Regions from separate parts of the Rattus norvegicus genome. Here region 1 is linked to region 2. A link is a contact called in public Hi-C data. All regions are on one chromosome and are shown on one strand. Each heading gives the region's core, a stretch centred on a gene start, on an enhancer-like site or on the middle of the called end of the contact. The rest is flanking DNA. Distances are from core to core; before and after follow the strand shown.

Region 1 (6,788 bases), core at 155-2,654, 48 kb before region 2:
GACCTTTTCCAGGGACAGGAAGATCTAGATATTCTGAAGAACATAAAAGAAACCCCCCCCTTACACACAAATCACCAATGGTACACATGAGAGCATGGGGTGATGTGACACCTGTAATCCTGGCACTCAGGAGGCTGAGGCAGGAGGATTTTTTAATTTCAGGTCAGCCAGGGCTAAACAGTGAGACTGACACTATCCCAGGAAAAAGCTTGCTCTGTCAATGGATGGGGAGTGTTACAGGAAATCTGTACGTAGGCAGACAGCATGGTGCTTGCAGAGAACATCCCCTAATTACCACTGACGCTGTTCTATTGGAGCTCCCATTTCTACCACTTCCACTCAACTTCCCAGTCACTGCCTGTTCCTCTCCCACTACTATGTAGGAACTTCCCCTTGTCAAACTACTGAATAGTCACAGATGCAGAGCAACTGATGTCTTTCAGTTCTACTTACAGTGTATACAGCCCTTTTATACACAACCTTTTTGTTTTCTTTGTTTCTGGAAAGTTTTAAGTATCATCCCCTCTTTCCAGACAAGAAAACTGCAGCTCAGAAAGGTAGTTTTTTAATGGAGCTGTGCTTAAACCCAAGCTTTTCCTAAGTTTCTTGTTCTTGGATTACCAAGCTGTGGCAAACCACACAGGTTGCCAGCTGTGAAGCATCACTTGATTCCTGAGGTCTTCCCCAAGCCTGATGAATTAAAGCAACAGGGACCTGTGGTGCCTCCTGCGACTGTGATGAGCTGGGGTGGTGCGAATGGGCCCAGGGCTGTGCTACTTTCTGCTTAAGCAAGTATCTGTTAGACTTTGTGCCTATGCTGTTGGGCCACAGGGAAGGCACGTGGAAATTTATGCTTTCAAAGAGCCAACAAAGCCCTCCCACCCCCACCCCCAAAAAGAGTAGAGTAAGCACGGTGAAAAAAGTGGACATGCTTGGCTTGTAAGGAGGCTGGAGCAGGTGAGATCGCAGATGGCTGAAACAAGGCAGGACTGGGCCTTAAAAACAAAGACAAAAACAAGGCTCTTCGGATGGAGGGGAGAAAGCAGAATGAAATAAGATACGTTGTTATGTGATGGTGAACAGATTAACCTTACCGTCACCCTCCACCCCCCCCCCAAAAAAGCATAGGGGTGAGGGAAATGGCTCAGTAGGTAAACACTAGCTGTGCAAGCTTGATGACCCATATTCAATCCTCAGTCCCCGTGTCAGACACCAGCGTGGTGGCATTGTGCTTGTAGTCCCAACACTGGAGATGCAGGCAGTCAGACCTCTGGGCTTGCTGGCCATCAAGGCTAGCCTAATTGGCCAACTACAGGTCTGGCTTGGAGAGGTGGGGGGGAGAACGGACACGGACATGGGGGAAGGGCACGGGACCAAAGCAAAAGACAGGGTCAGTGGCTCCTGAGGAATGACGGTCATGGTTTACCTCTGGCTCAGACACAAATACCACACACAAAGAATAAAGAGAATGGTAAGACGTGAGCAAGAGAAGATAGTGCATTTAGGAAGGGACAGCAGAGAAGTCAGAGATGCCTTGGCTGCTGTGAGGCGGAGTGGAGAAGGTGGGAGTGGTTTGTGAGCAGAGCAGGGGACAGCCTCAAGGACAGTTAATGTGGCACCAAAGAGGAGAGACTCTATCCATGGGCAGGCATTATAAACACTTCAGCCAACAGCCACATGACAAACAAAACAAAGCCTCATTCACCTGGATGTTATTCATGAATGATCTCAGCTCAAACCAGAAATCACATAACTGAGCTGAGGCCAAAACAACCCCCCTCCCCCCACCCCCCACAGAATTTGAAAATAAACAACTGCTATTTGAGGAGTAAATTTGGGGTGGCTTATTATAGAGCAAAAGCTAAACACCACAGCCAGTCTACAGCTGCAAGACCAGGAAGTGATACCATATTAATCCTCAGATGCTTTTCATTTGGGAAAAAAAAACAAGGCAAGTGATTTCTACCACTGAGGTACTGACTGTACAGCAGTCGGTCACACTGAGGTTAGAGGAGAGAGAATACAACGCACTAATTATGGCCTGGGGCTGAAGAGGTGGCTCAGAGGGTAGAGCATTGGCTGCTCTTCAGAGGATCTGAGGATCGGGCTCAGTCACCAACACTCAGATGGTGACTCACAACCATCTCCTCTGGTCTCTGCATCGATGTGCATACACCTCCACACATGCATGCACACAATGAAGAATTGTAAAAAAGGAACATTAAAGTGAGTACAGCCTCAGTCAGAATTCCACTTCCCATCTGACACTGGCACCTTTGCTAAAGGTCATGTTGAAGCAACTCTACTCCAGGACAGCAGGACAGTCTTTAGGAGTCAGGATGGCTGAAGACATCAAGACTAAAACCAAGAACTACAACACCCCCCCCCCCCCACCTTGACAGCTGCCTCCCAAACCAGAACCAGACTAGGGACTGCTGGCAGAACTACTTGGACTTCCACTGTGAGAAAGCAAAGTGCAAAGGGGAGATATCTCTATGTGTGAGTGGTACCAGCGTGTGTATAAGTGCCCTGTATCATGAGCCACTGGACCCCATGAGAATGGAGTTACCACTGGTTGTGGGCCACCATTTTGTTGTTGGAATCAAACCTGGATCCTCTGCAAAAACAAGTGTTCTTAACCACTGAGCCATCTTACCAGCTACCTTGGTCTCAGACTGCAATGACTGCATTGCAGAAGGCACATTTCCTGGGAAGATCCAACTAGGCTCTGCCCACTTCTCCTCTGTTCTTTGACCTTCTCCCCAGAGAGATGATGGTCCCTACCCTGGGACCCTGAATCATAATGCAATTACTAATAAAAACTCACTGGAAAAGTTTCAAAGAAAAATGTGTGGTAGCTGGGCACCCATTTTCCCTACAACATACTTCAAGGCAAAGTTTGAATTCTTCAGCCAAGCAAGACTTTGGTGTTTTGAATACTGTATGAAACAAGAAGAATATCAATATGGACCTGGAAAGTGTTTCATTATACAGAGGTTTTAGTTTAATAGCTTCTGGCATGTATCACGAATCCACTCCTTCCTCAATTCTTTGCAAAACCACCCCCAAAACAAAAAGCAAACCAAAACCAAACCAAACCAAAACCTCACTATTTTTTAAGGCATGGAAAATTAATAAATCATTCATAGAAAAAATATGCAAATAAATATTCAGTAATTTTTTAGGGATGTGTTTGACTAAAAATGTGACTAGCCTTTTAAAAGCAACTGCACATAGCCACTTTGTTTGAATAATGAATGAAGACCTTACCAGCAAGGCTTTGTGTGGGCCAGTGCCTCCAGGTTTTAAATGGTAGGGTGAATCTGAAAGAGAATTAAACACATTCCAGGAGTAAATGACAAGTGGAAAGGATCTGCTTTCATCCCAAGTGACTATGTAATGCCTCGCGACTATTTATTCTTTTAGTTACAGATTAACAAAGTTTGTTCCTGGCTCCTGCTAGAGTAGAGAGTGAATTTTTCCCTACATACTTCAACTTCCTGATTCAGAAGGCATTCTGCATCTGCCTCTGAGAGGCTGGATGGCTGAAGCCAGCATAACTATAAATGGTAGTGTTTTCATCCAAACTCTTCAAGTGAGCAAAGCCTCCTCGGTTGTCACTCTCGCTCTGGTCCCACAACCCCCTTCTGCTAGGATTAAGCCTAACTTGAAGGATAGTAGGAGGGATGTGCCAGGCTTTCTAATGCAGTCACCTGAGCATGTAAATAACAAAATTTTGCTTTATTGTTAATGACGAGCCCCTAAAGAAATATAATACAAGCTATATCAAAAAATAAAAAGTGGACCCAAAGACTATACATGGACTGATCCTGGGCTACAACTGCACAGGTAGCGATGAATAGTCTAGTAAAAGCACCAGTGGAAGTGGAAGCCCTTGGTCCTGCCAAGACTGAACCCCAAGAAAATGAGATTGTTGGGGGAGGGTGGAAATGGGGGGAGGGTGGGGAGGGGAACACCCATATAGAAGGGGAGGGGGAGAGGTTGGGGGTTGGTGGCCTGGAAACCAGGAAAGGGAATAACAATTGAAATGTAAATAAGAAATACCCAGTTTAATAAAGATGGAGGAAAAAATATAAAAAGTAGATGAAAGCCTTCACAAGAGATTTGAATGGTTAAAAATACTATTGCAACATGAAGTCCACATAGGACCTAAAGATATTTTACATTTCTTCATTTAAATAAACCTTGTGTATTTATTGAGGTTTATAGCATGATATTATGAGATAATGGTACACATAGAGAAATGGTCTCCACAGCAGCACTGATTAGCCCCATATCTCTCTTATTTTCTTTGTAAGAAGAAAAGCTCAAATCCTCCCTACACATTACTCACCTTAGCCCGTGTTTGCAGCTTCTGTTTCCTCACCTAACATCTGCTTCTTTGTGCCCTTTGACCTGCAGCTGTCCAATTCTTCCCCTGCTTGACTGTCAAAACTAAACTGTCAAGATCCTATACCTCTCAGCCCAGACTAGCCACAACAGCCACATGACAGCCAATAGGTTGCACATAGAACAGAATAAATTGAGAAAAATATTCTCAGTGTGTGTGTGTGTGTGTGTGTGTGTGTGTGTGTGTGTGTGTGTGTGTGTCTGAGGGGGGAGGGGGGAGGGAGGGAGGAGGGAGGGGGACGGAGGGAGGGAGGGGGAGAGAGAGAGAGAAAGAATGCATATCAATGTACGGCATATGCATGCACATGCATGTACATAGGTATGAGGTACACCCATGCATACATGTGTTGATATCAGAGGAGATGTGATATGTCTTCCTCTATTGCTCTCCATCCTACTTTTATTTTCTGTATATGAGTGTTTTGGCTGCATCTATATGTGTACCGTGGCATCCTTGTCAGGAGCAGCAAATGCTCTTTAACCTCTGGCCAGCGCTCCAGCTCTTCCTCCATATTTTTTGAGATAAGGTTTCTCACTAAATCTTAAGGTTACCCTTGCAGCTAAACTATTTTGCAAGTGAGCCCCTGGAATCTGCTTGTCTTTGCCCTACAATACTAGGGTAACAAATGTGTGCCCTGCACTGAAGTTTTACATGGTGCTGGTAACCTGAACTCAGGGCTTCAAGCTTGGGCAGCAAAGACTTTGATCCACTGAGACATTTCCCCAGCTGCCAAAATGGAGATGCCAGTCACTATTTCCTTCTCGAAATAATCCATCACTACTTATCTTAGCAGAAGTCAGTTTCAGCACTGTCCAGGTGCCTGTAGGATCTGCCCTTTTTCTTTTACTTCCACTAATCCTCAAGGCAGCTTTTTCTGGGAAGTGTGTAACAAGGCACGGTGAAGGCACGGAAACACGGTGAGACTGCAAGCCTGGCCTATGGCTTTCAGAGGGTGGCAGGGTCTGCCTCCAGAGTCCATACTTGTAATACAACTACGCTCAATTAAATTGGAACATTTCCAAATAAGATGTTCCTTTCATTTTAACTATAAGCATTAATTATCAAAATCAGTTTTCATGATAACATGGTTAGATAGGAACAGTAATGACAGATGAAGAGTTACTTTATGCTTAAACATTGAAAACAATTTGACTTGGGAACATGAAAACCAAAAACAGGCCTGGAGTCCAGTAGAGCGCAAGGAGTCTGGCATCCGCTTGAATGAGGAGGAAGGGGAGGAAGGGAGGATCATGTGGGATCTACAGAGCACCTTGTACCTGTCAATGTCTCAGCAAAAGGCCCATACTTTATCACTGTGGAGAAAGTCACAATATCTATGTATCTGTTCTAGCAGCAGAAGGGAGTTAAGGCAGAAAGAATAAAACAGAAAAGAATAAAAAAAAATCACATCCTTTTATTTTATTAATGCATGGGCAGAAATGAAGTGAAACTTAGACCTACAGGGGGAACTGGCCAGCCCAGCCTCGGCACCTCACAGCCTGCGGGCTGGGCGGCGGCACTGTTGTTCAGAGACACACCCAAACCTGCAAGAAGACTCACAGGACCTCCCATCTGCCTCATTCCCCACAGGCATGCTACTTGGAGTCATCCAGACCTCCCTGTCAACCAGCCCACCGAGAACTGCGGTAGCATTTTTTTCTCAGCTAACACACAGCAGACAGCGGATACCGGATACCGTAAGAGCTGGTCTTTATGGAGCAAGCTCCTTTAATGCTGTTAGTAATTCAGTGAGTCACCCTTTATTGCCCCATTTAGCAGGTGGGTAGGTACACAGACATAGCTAAGTCAGTAGCCTAAGGTTACACGACTCTTAGGTAACAGCAGCAGATGGTGAAGTCAGACAGTCTGCTTCCAGAGCCTGTGCTCTAACAGCTACACTGAACAGCACCAACTTGGTCCACTGCCCTCCTCACCATCTTTACACCTACTGTCACCGAAGCTCTTAGGCTTTAGTGTGTGATTTGCTGGTCTCTCTGCAGACTTTTACAGAATCCTGGAAGGTTGAGAACCACCTCTATACCTCATCTCTGGGTCTCCAAGACCTAAGATGTTCAGCATACAGTGGGTGCTCAATAAAGACACACATGGAAAAGTGGCACTCTGCAAGGACAGGACACAAGGCCTCATTAGAACACATCAGAGTAGAGTCTCTGGTTATATGTACTTCAACAAAGAAAGTGTTATCTTTGTCTTTTAGGGTTTTTTTTTTTTTTTTTTTTGTTTTGTTTTGTTTTTCTTTTCTTTTTTTCGGAGCTGGGGACCGAACCCAGGACCTTGCCCTTGCTAGGCAAGCGCCCTACCGCTGAGCTAAATCCCCAACCCCTATCTTTGTCTTTTAAATCCAGCTATTAGCAAG
Region 2 (6,676 bases), core at 2,276-4,775:
CATATTCCTACAAGGAGTAAGGAAATGCCCTAGCACATGCCTACCACTGGCACCTAAGTACTAACCACTGTCCTTGTTATCGAGTTTACTGTCAGCAAGATGCATTCTCTCAATTAGGGTTTGACTAATGCACCAAGGTTCAAGGTGACAGGCATTGTGTGAGCACTGTGCTCATGACATTTGTATGCTAACACTCAAGCATGCTTTCTAACATTCCCAGTGCTTCTTAAGCACCAATTGTTCCTCTGTGCTAACAGAGACAGTCATTTTTGCCACTGCTGATATTAGGATCTCTTCAGGAACTCTCCTCTGACTCCTGGAACCTGGGAACGCTGGACCTAATCTACCCAAACAGCCCTCAGGAGCAGAGCATTTCCCTAGCTAGAGAGAAAAGAGAACAGAAGGGCCTGTTAAAGTCTAGGCACAAGAAGGACCTGCTGTGCTAATGCCCAGCCCAATGGCAAGTACCAAAAAAGTCTCTAAGAAGTATGTGTGGCCCTGACTGAGAGACAACAAACAAATCTCAAAGAACAGAAGTCTACCAACAACCTGAAAGGCCCTGAGGTAAATTCTCCCAGAGCCTCTAATAAGAGCCAAGCTGGCCAACACTTCAAGGAGACACAGCAGTCACATATACCCTGGCTTCTGATCTACAGAACTATGAGATAAAATATCTGGTTGTCTTAAGCTAAGTTTGTGATAATCTGTTATAGCAGTTATCAAAACTAACCCTCTTATGCTGATGTTTGATATAGTTTAACTGACAGCATTTCTTTTCCCTGATAGCTGAGAGAAATGGCCTATTTCACAACTGACAGCATCTTAGATTAGCTGAAATACACTTAACAGCTGTTTTGCAAATGGACAGTAGATTAAGCCATCAGGTAATTCAGACAGCAGGCTTGAATTCTGAAGCATTAAGTATGCTGTCACACAGCTCCCAAGGGTTAGAGCATACCATAAAGGTCAGAGATGACACAGGTGCCCAGGCCAGCATGTAACACAGGATCCCAGACACAGATGAACACAAAGACCCAGAGGTAGCTACCTCTGCAACATTCACTCATATACTAAGAACTGGACACGAAAAGGTGCTGGGTACCCTTCTAGGTACTGGGATGAAGTAACAGGCTCTAACCTTTTCCTTGTGGAGTGGACACTACAGCAAGAGTATCAACAGTGACACAGTGCCATGAGCACTAGAAGGAAAGCCAAGCATCCACAGCACTCCACTGCTTTTCACAAAAGAACCCCACATGAAAGACGTGTGTGCGTGTGCATGTGTGAATGTATATGTGTGTGTGTGAGTGTGTGTGTGTGTGTGTGTGTGTGTGTGTGTGTGTGTGTGTGTGTGTGAAGAGGGCAGTGATTCCCTTGGTCATTCCTCACTCCGGCTAGTGAACTCGGTGTGTGTTAGAGACTTTTGTTTGCTTTTGAGAAAGGTCTTGCTGGACAGTCCACACTGGCTTCAATTTCTCTTTCAGCCCAAGCTAACCATGAACCTCTGACCATTCTGCCTTAAGTTCCTGAAGGGTATAATTACAGGCACGTGTCATCATGCCAAGCAGGTTCATTTTTTTATGTATTGGTAAACCACTTTTATATAGGACTGCCTTTTATGAATTTCTTTAAAAAAAAAAGAAAATTAAAAAGGGACCACAGCTTTCTCATCACCAAATCAGATTTCCTCTCTTTCGACAGAATTCAGTTTTTTAAAAACTGAAAATTAACTTTAACAACCCAAATGTCTGCTGTGACTAAGAGCATCTGAGGGGCTGGAACGCTCTGTCAGGGGTTAAGATGAATCTGTTTTCCCAGGGGACCTGAGCTGAGTTCCTAGCACCGACACCAGAAGGCTCCTTATTGTTCTCCAGGTGTACAGGCTCCATGGTACATGCATGATCTACATCACACAGTCACTGGAGTAACACAAGGAGACTAACAGACAGAGTCTTTTTTTTAAAGGGCAGCTCTATCCGTTCATGCTCCTAGAATGCTGAGCTCTGATCCTCTTACGCCATTTTTGTTTCCATCTCCTTTTCCCAGGAAGGAGCGAATACCTCCTTGGTTGTAGAAATCATACAGAACAGCACAATACAACAAGAGAAGTAACAAACAAATTGGACCTGTGTGACCTTTCTAGAGATACAAACACATGAAACAGTCTAGACTTCTGAAAAGATTTTACAGGAAATATAATTGGAACCTACATGTTTTAATCTCCTTTTCAATCTCCCTACACACTGATGTGCATGTGTACATGTATGTACATGTACGTGTTGTGTGTCTGTATGTGTATGGGGGGAGGGGAGGAAGGAGAAGAGAAATTCTAAGCTGGAAGATAATTTTTTTGTGGCCTTGGAGAAGCTGCAAGTTAATAATGCCATTAGCTGAAGCCTGTAATTCGGATGTTAGTAAATGCAGCGAAATCATACTTTGTACTTGTCTTGATTCTGCACTAATGATTTGGGAGCCCACTCCACCCAGCCTCCCATTTTTATAAGGAGTTCTGACAGACTATACACAAGAACAGTCACAAAGTCTCGCAGGGGAATTTACCAGCTTCAACAATGTCACAAAGACCCATACTTAACTCAAATCTTCACTTCTAATTATGAAAAGAAAAAAAAAAATCACTACTCTAAACTGTCACTTCTCACCAACCAGATCGGCAAAAGGAAAAAGGACTGACAGTCAGTCCTCTTACTGCTAGTCTTGGAGCAGGATGCTGATCTAAAACTTCCTGAAGGTGCTCACTGAAACCAGTGGCTCAGCAGACCACTGTGGGGTACACCTGCTCTTAAGCTGTCTTCACAGGATGTAAGACCACAGGATTAAGTATCATCCACAGCTCCAGCTACATCCGCACAATGGAAAGTTGATGTGACTGAAAGAGAAGCCATTTCTCACACACTGCTAATTTAACACCAAGGCAGACAGTGGAGAAAGTGTCTATACAGAAGAATGGGAAGAGGGTTGGGGATTTAGCTCAGCGGTAGAGCACTTGCCTAGCAAGCGCAAGGCCCTGGGTTCGATCCCCAGCTCCGAAAAAAAAAGAAAAAAAAAAAAAAAGAATGGGAAGAAACAACATGCACATTCATAATACCTTAAATTTACAGGCTAATACCTGTAGGTGGTATGAAAGGCTTGTCTGAGAACGGGATAGAAGCAGGTTTTAGTATTTTTCCTTTCTACCATGATTGTTAAACTTGGGGCGTACATATTAATAATTTTCTTTTATGAAGAGATTGACCCTGTGAGTATGAAGTGTAGGCAACGAGTTCTCAGGCCAAAGGTTGTAAGTCAGAGAAACTCAGCGTAAAGTTCAGGAAGTGAATGTAGTGAGTGTGGACAGGGTGACTTCTGCCCTTGTGGGTGTGGGTGGCCTGGAGTCCCTGTTATGTATTAGAGCCAGAAGGAAGTGAGGGAAGTACAGGTAAATGGAAGGCAAAGGCAGAAGGCCAGCACTGTCTCCCAGGGAGCACGCCAGGAGAGTTTGTTTGCTCTTTGGACTAAGCAGTAGCTGAAGCATTCTGCTTATCCACTACGTAGGTCAACAAGAGGCAAAGCACATGCAGATGCATGGTACAAGATCTCTGAAATCCTACTGAAATGTGGCAGATGGCTCTGCTGTTTAAGGAAGACCACAGGAAGGCTCATGAGTTTCATGAGAATCTGCTATTTCTGCTTTGGGAATGCAAGTTTGACTGAGGATGATCTGCTCCATCTAAGCAAATGAAAAGTGGAAGGCATTCACTTTTTTAGACATGCTGGCATCTTTTCATAGCAGCAGAAAGCAGAAGGGCACAGTACAGACCAGCCTCTGCCACCTTCACCCAGCACCTGACAGCTATACCCAGCAAACAGGGCTCTGCTCCCACCTGCTATCCCAAACCTCCCCAAAACCTGCAGGAAGAGGAAGCGAATTCTGACACCAAACTTGAAGAAGCTGCGGAACAGCCAGCTGGCAGTAAGGGAGACACGGATAAACTCTTAGCTTCTGGTGGCTTTGGCACCAGTGTTCCCCACTTCTTTCCTAAATTAGAAGTCTTTTTACAAAAGATGCAGATCCAAAGGCTCCTGTCGCTGCCCTCGGCACTGTTTATCCAAAGCAAGAGGAACACATCTGTCTAATACCTAACCGGAACCTCTCTCCACATTCCCAGCAGTTCCTAGGACTCCCTTGCTGTGTCACAGACATTAGGTGCTTTAGTGGGCAGACATTACTGCAGAGGAATGAACGAGCTGTTTGTTCCCAGCTCAACAAGTATTAGGTGAGTCCAAGACTGCTGCTGTGCAATCAACATTAAACAATGTCAAGGTCAACCAAGTCTTTAGCTGCCCCTTAAGGCAGCATGATGAAGCCAAGAGAAAGAAGTCAGTAAATAACCTGTGTACTACTGAAGAAGGTATGATTCCCCAAAAATACAATTTAATTTCCTTTTTTGATCAAAAAGGCAGTAGCTTACGCATCTTGGTGGCACACATTCAGGGAGCACGGCCTTATTTCTTCAGTCCTCTGGCATCTGTTAAGTTCTTACTATGTGTCACACTCTACAGCTCAGGGCAGTTTGAAGGCTATTGTAGCCGGACAGGCTTTGAGAGTCAGAGCTGTTGTCAGACACAGCCCTTCTGTGGGTTAGGAAAACAAAGCCTACCACCAAAACAGCCACGTGGACTGCAAAGAAACACCTCTACATTCCAGAATAGTCTTTCTCTAGTACATAGTTTTGTTCTGTTGGTTTTTGCTTGTTTGTTTTTATTCATTCATTCATTTATTTTATGTATATGAGTATGCTGTCACTGTAGACACACCAGAAGAGGGCATCGAATCTCCATTACAGATGGTCGTGAGCCACCATGCGGTTGCTGAGAACTGAACTCAGGACCTCTGGAAGAGCAGCCAGTGCTCTTAACCACTGAGCCTTCTCTCCAGCCCCGTTTGTTTGTTTTTATGGTGTGAGGAAATTTGTTTTTGAGACAGAGTTTCATTGTATAGCCCTGGCTATCCTGAAAATCACTATGTAGTAGACCAGGCTGGTCTCAATTTTCTAGCAATCTTTTTGCCTCTGCTCTTTAAGTGCTGGGATTATAGGTATACACTGCCCTGCCCAGTTTGGCCTACTATTTTTTTGTTTTTATTTTTATTTTGGTAGCAATTCTGGTGAACAATCTGAAGTTACCATGAGTTTGAGTCAATGCGCTCCAGTAGGAACTAGTGACTTAGTGTCCAGTGGTCAGGGGTACCTTGGCCAGCAGTATTAGCAGTAATAGAAATTCAATAGACATCTGAGGGTTCTCAATCAGTGAAGCGTCCTTCTGACTGTCTTAGGGGGCTTGCACATAGTCATGCTGAATGAAGGTTCTCCAGAGAGATTTCAAGTGTGGATGACGGCAATGAAGCCCTCATGTCGGTGAACACAGGTAACCACATCCACGCAAATCCAATCTGGGCTCATACCTCTCTTCTTAGTCACATAATTGTATGACCTTCCCTGCAAGAAGAAGGACTACAGCTTATTCTGCAAGAAAAGACACAGAATACACAGTTTTTTGAATCCCTGGCCCTAAAGTCATAAACTTAAAAATCAACAAATGGAAAAAGTACAAGTTCTTAACAACTGATGCATTCAGACAGACACAGACAAAACTTCTTTTAGCTACAATCTTTGAGAACAGCTCAAAGTATCAAGTCTGAAATGTCTGTAACACTCTCATTCATTGTTCTGTAACCTTCTGAAGTGGAGACCTATTAAAAAGAAGACAAAATCCCTCCTTGTGCCAGGATAGCAACCAGACACTCCCAGCTAAGCATTTTTATGACACCCAATAAAACCTGCCATGACAAACCAAACATTTAAGTGACACTAGAAATGATTTTCAAGAGAGATTTGGCAGCAAATGGAGTAACCCAGCTGGAAGCCATATTCAGTTCAATCATTTCTACCTTCTGTCCAGCTCCAAGCTGCTCACCCCTACCCTTGAGAGAAGACGGAGGGTGCCCTGCAGGAGCTAGGCTGGAACAGAACTTTTCAGGTCAATTTTCTCTTCTGCCCAAACAAGGCTTCCTATGGAAAGATAGTTTCACTGGTCTGTGAATGTACATCAGGCTTGTTGGGTCTCAGTGTTATATGGGGCACCAACTGAATGGCTGAGGATGTGGTGAGCTCCAAAGGAGAGGCCCCCATAATTCTCTTCTGGTTACTTGTCTCACGTAAGTAAGAAGCCCCGTCTGTGTGTCTCTTGATTTGATTTACAGCTTTCCAAAGTTTGAGCTCCCATTAAGCCCTCTGTTTTCTCTCCTTTGAGTGTAAAGGCCCCTCCTGTGATTCTTGGTAGAGTTCTGAATCAGCTTCAGAATTTCAGTAACCCTGGGGAAAATTTTTCTATCCCTTGAGGTTTGAATGCTTAAGGAATATTAACTTTATGTGGGTCTTGTTGAGAACTGGGCAAGACCTGGACTCAGAAAAAGGCCTAGGAAGGCTCAGGCTTGGATGGCAGTTTGGTGACTAGAATCACTTTAATTGTACTGCAATCACGTTTTATTGATCTGTTATTGCTGTGAGCTTCACTGTACCCATTTGTTCCTCACTTCTGTCACCCAGGACAGACTGCAGGTGCTCTATAAATATATCTTGTCAAGGCAGAGAAATCAGGCTTGTGAAATCAGGCTTGG

The links. Hi-C and Micro-C count contacts between places; a contact is called where the count stands out from the background.
Region 1: a contact with region 2 is called in a Hi-C map of kidney, with 1.8 times the contacts expected there. The contact joins two enhancer-like sites. A contact is called at or near these places in 7 of 12 Hi-C or Micro-C datasets (the A7r5 cell line, the Rat2 cell line, Schwann cells and 4 more) and 1 of 1 datasets of contacts at active chromatin or transcription factors (oligodendrocytes).

Annotation. Positions count from the first base shown.
Region 1 is chr4:97,390,942-97,397,729 of GRCr8, reverse strand. It overlaps Gng12 (G protein subunit gamma 12), which reads right to left. Exons shown (of 4, transcript NM_053661.1): 2 at 3,271-3,323. Among named protein-coding and RNA genes, the nearest start is that of Gng12, 28 kb to the right of the region's middle. Within about 2 kb of position 1,404, at least 11 of the 93 cell types and tissues checked have an H3K27ac peak or open chromatin away from gene starts, as enhancers often do. A contact at or near this core is called in kidney, where this site is marked.
Region 2 is chr4:97,345,245-97,351,920 of GRCr8, reverse strand. It overlaps a transcript of Gng12 not described here. Among named protein-coding and RNA genes, the nearest start is that of Gng12, 17 kb to the left of the region's middle. Within about 2 kb of position 3,525, at least 7 of the 93 cell types and tissues checked have an H3K27ac peak or open chromatin away from gene starts, as enhancers often do. A contact at or near this core is called in kidney, where this site is marked.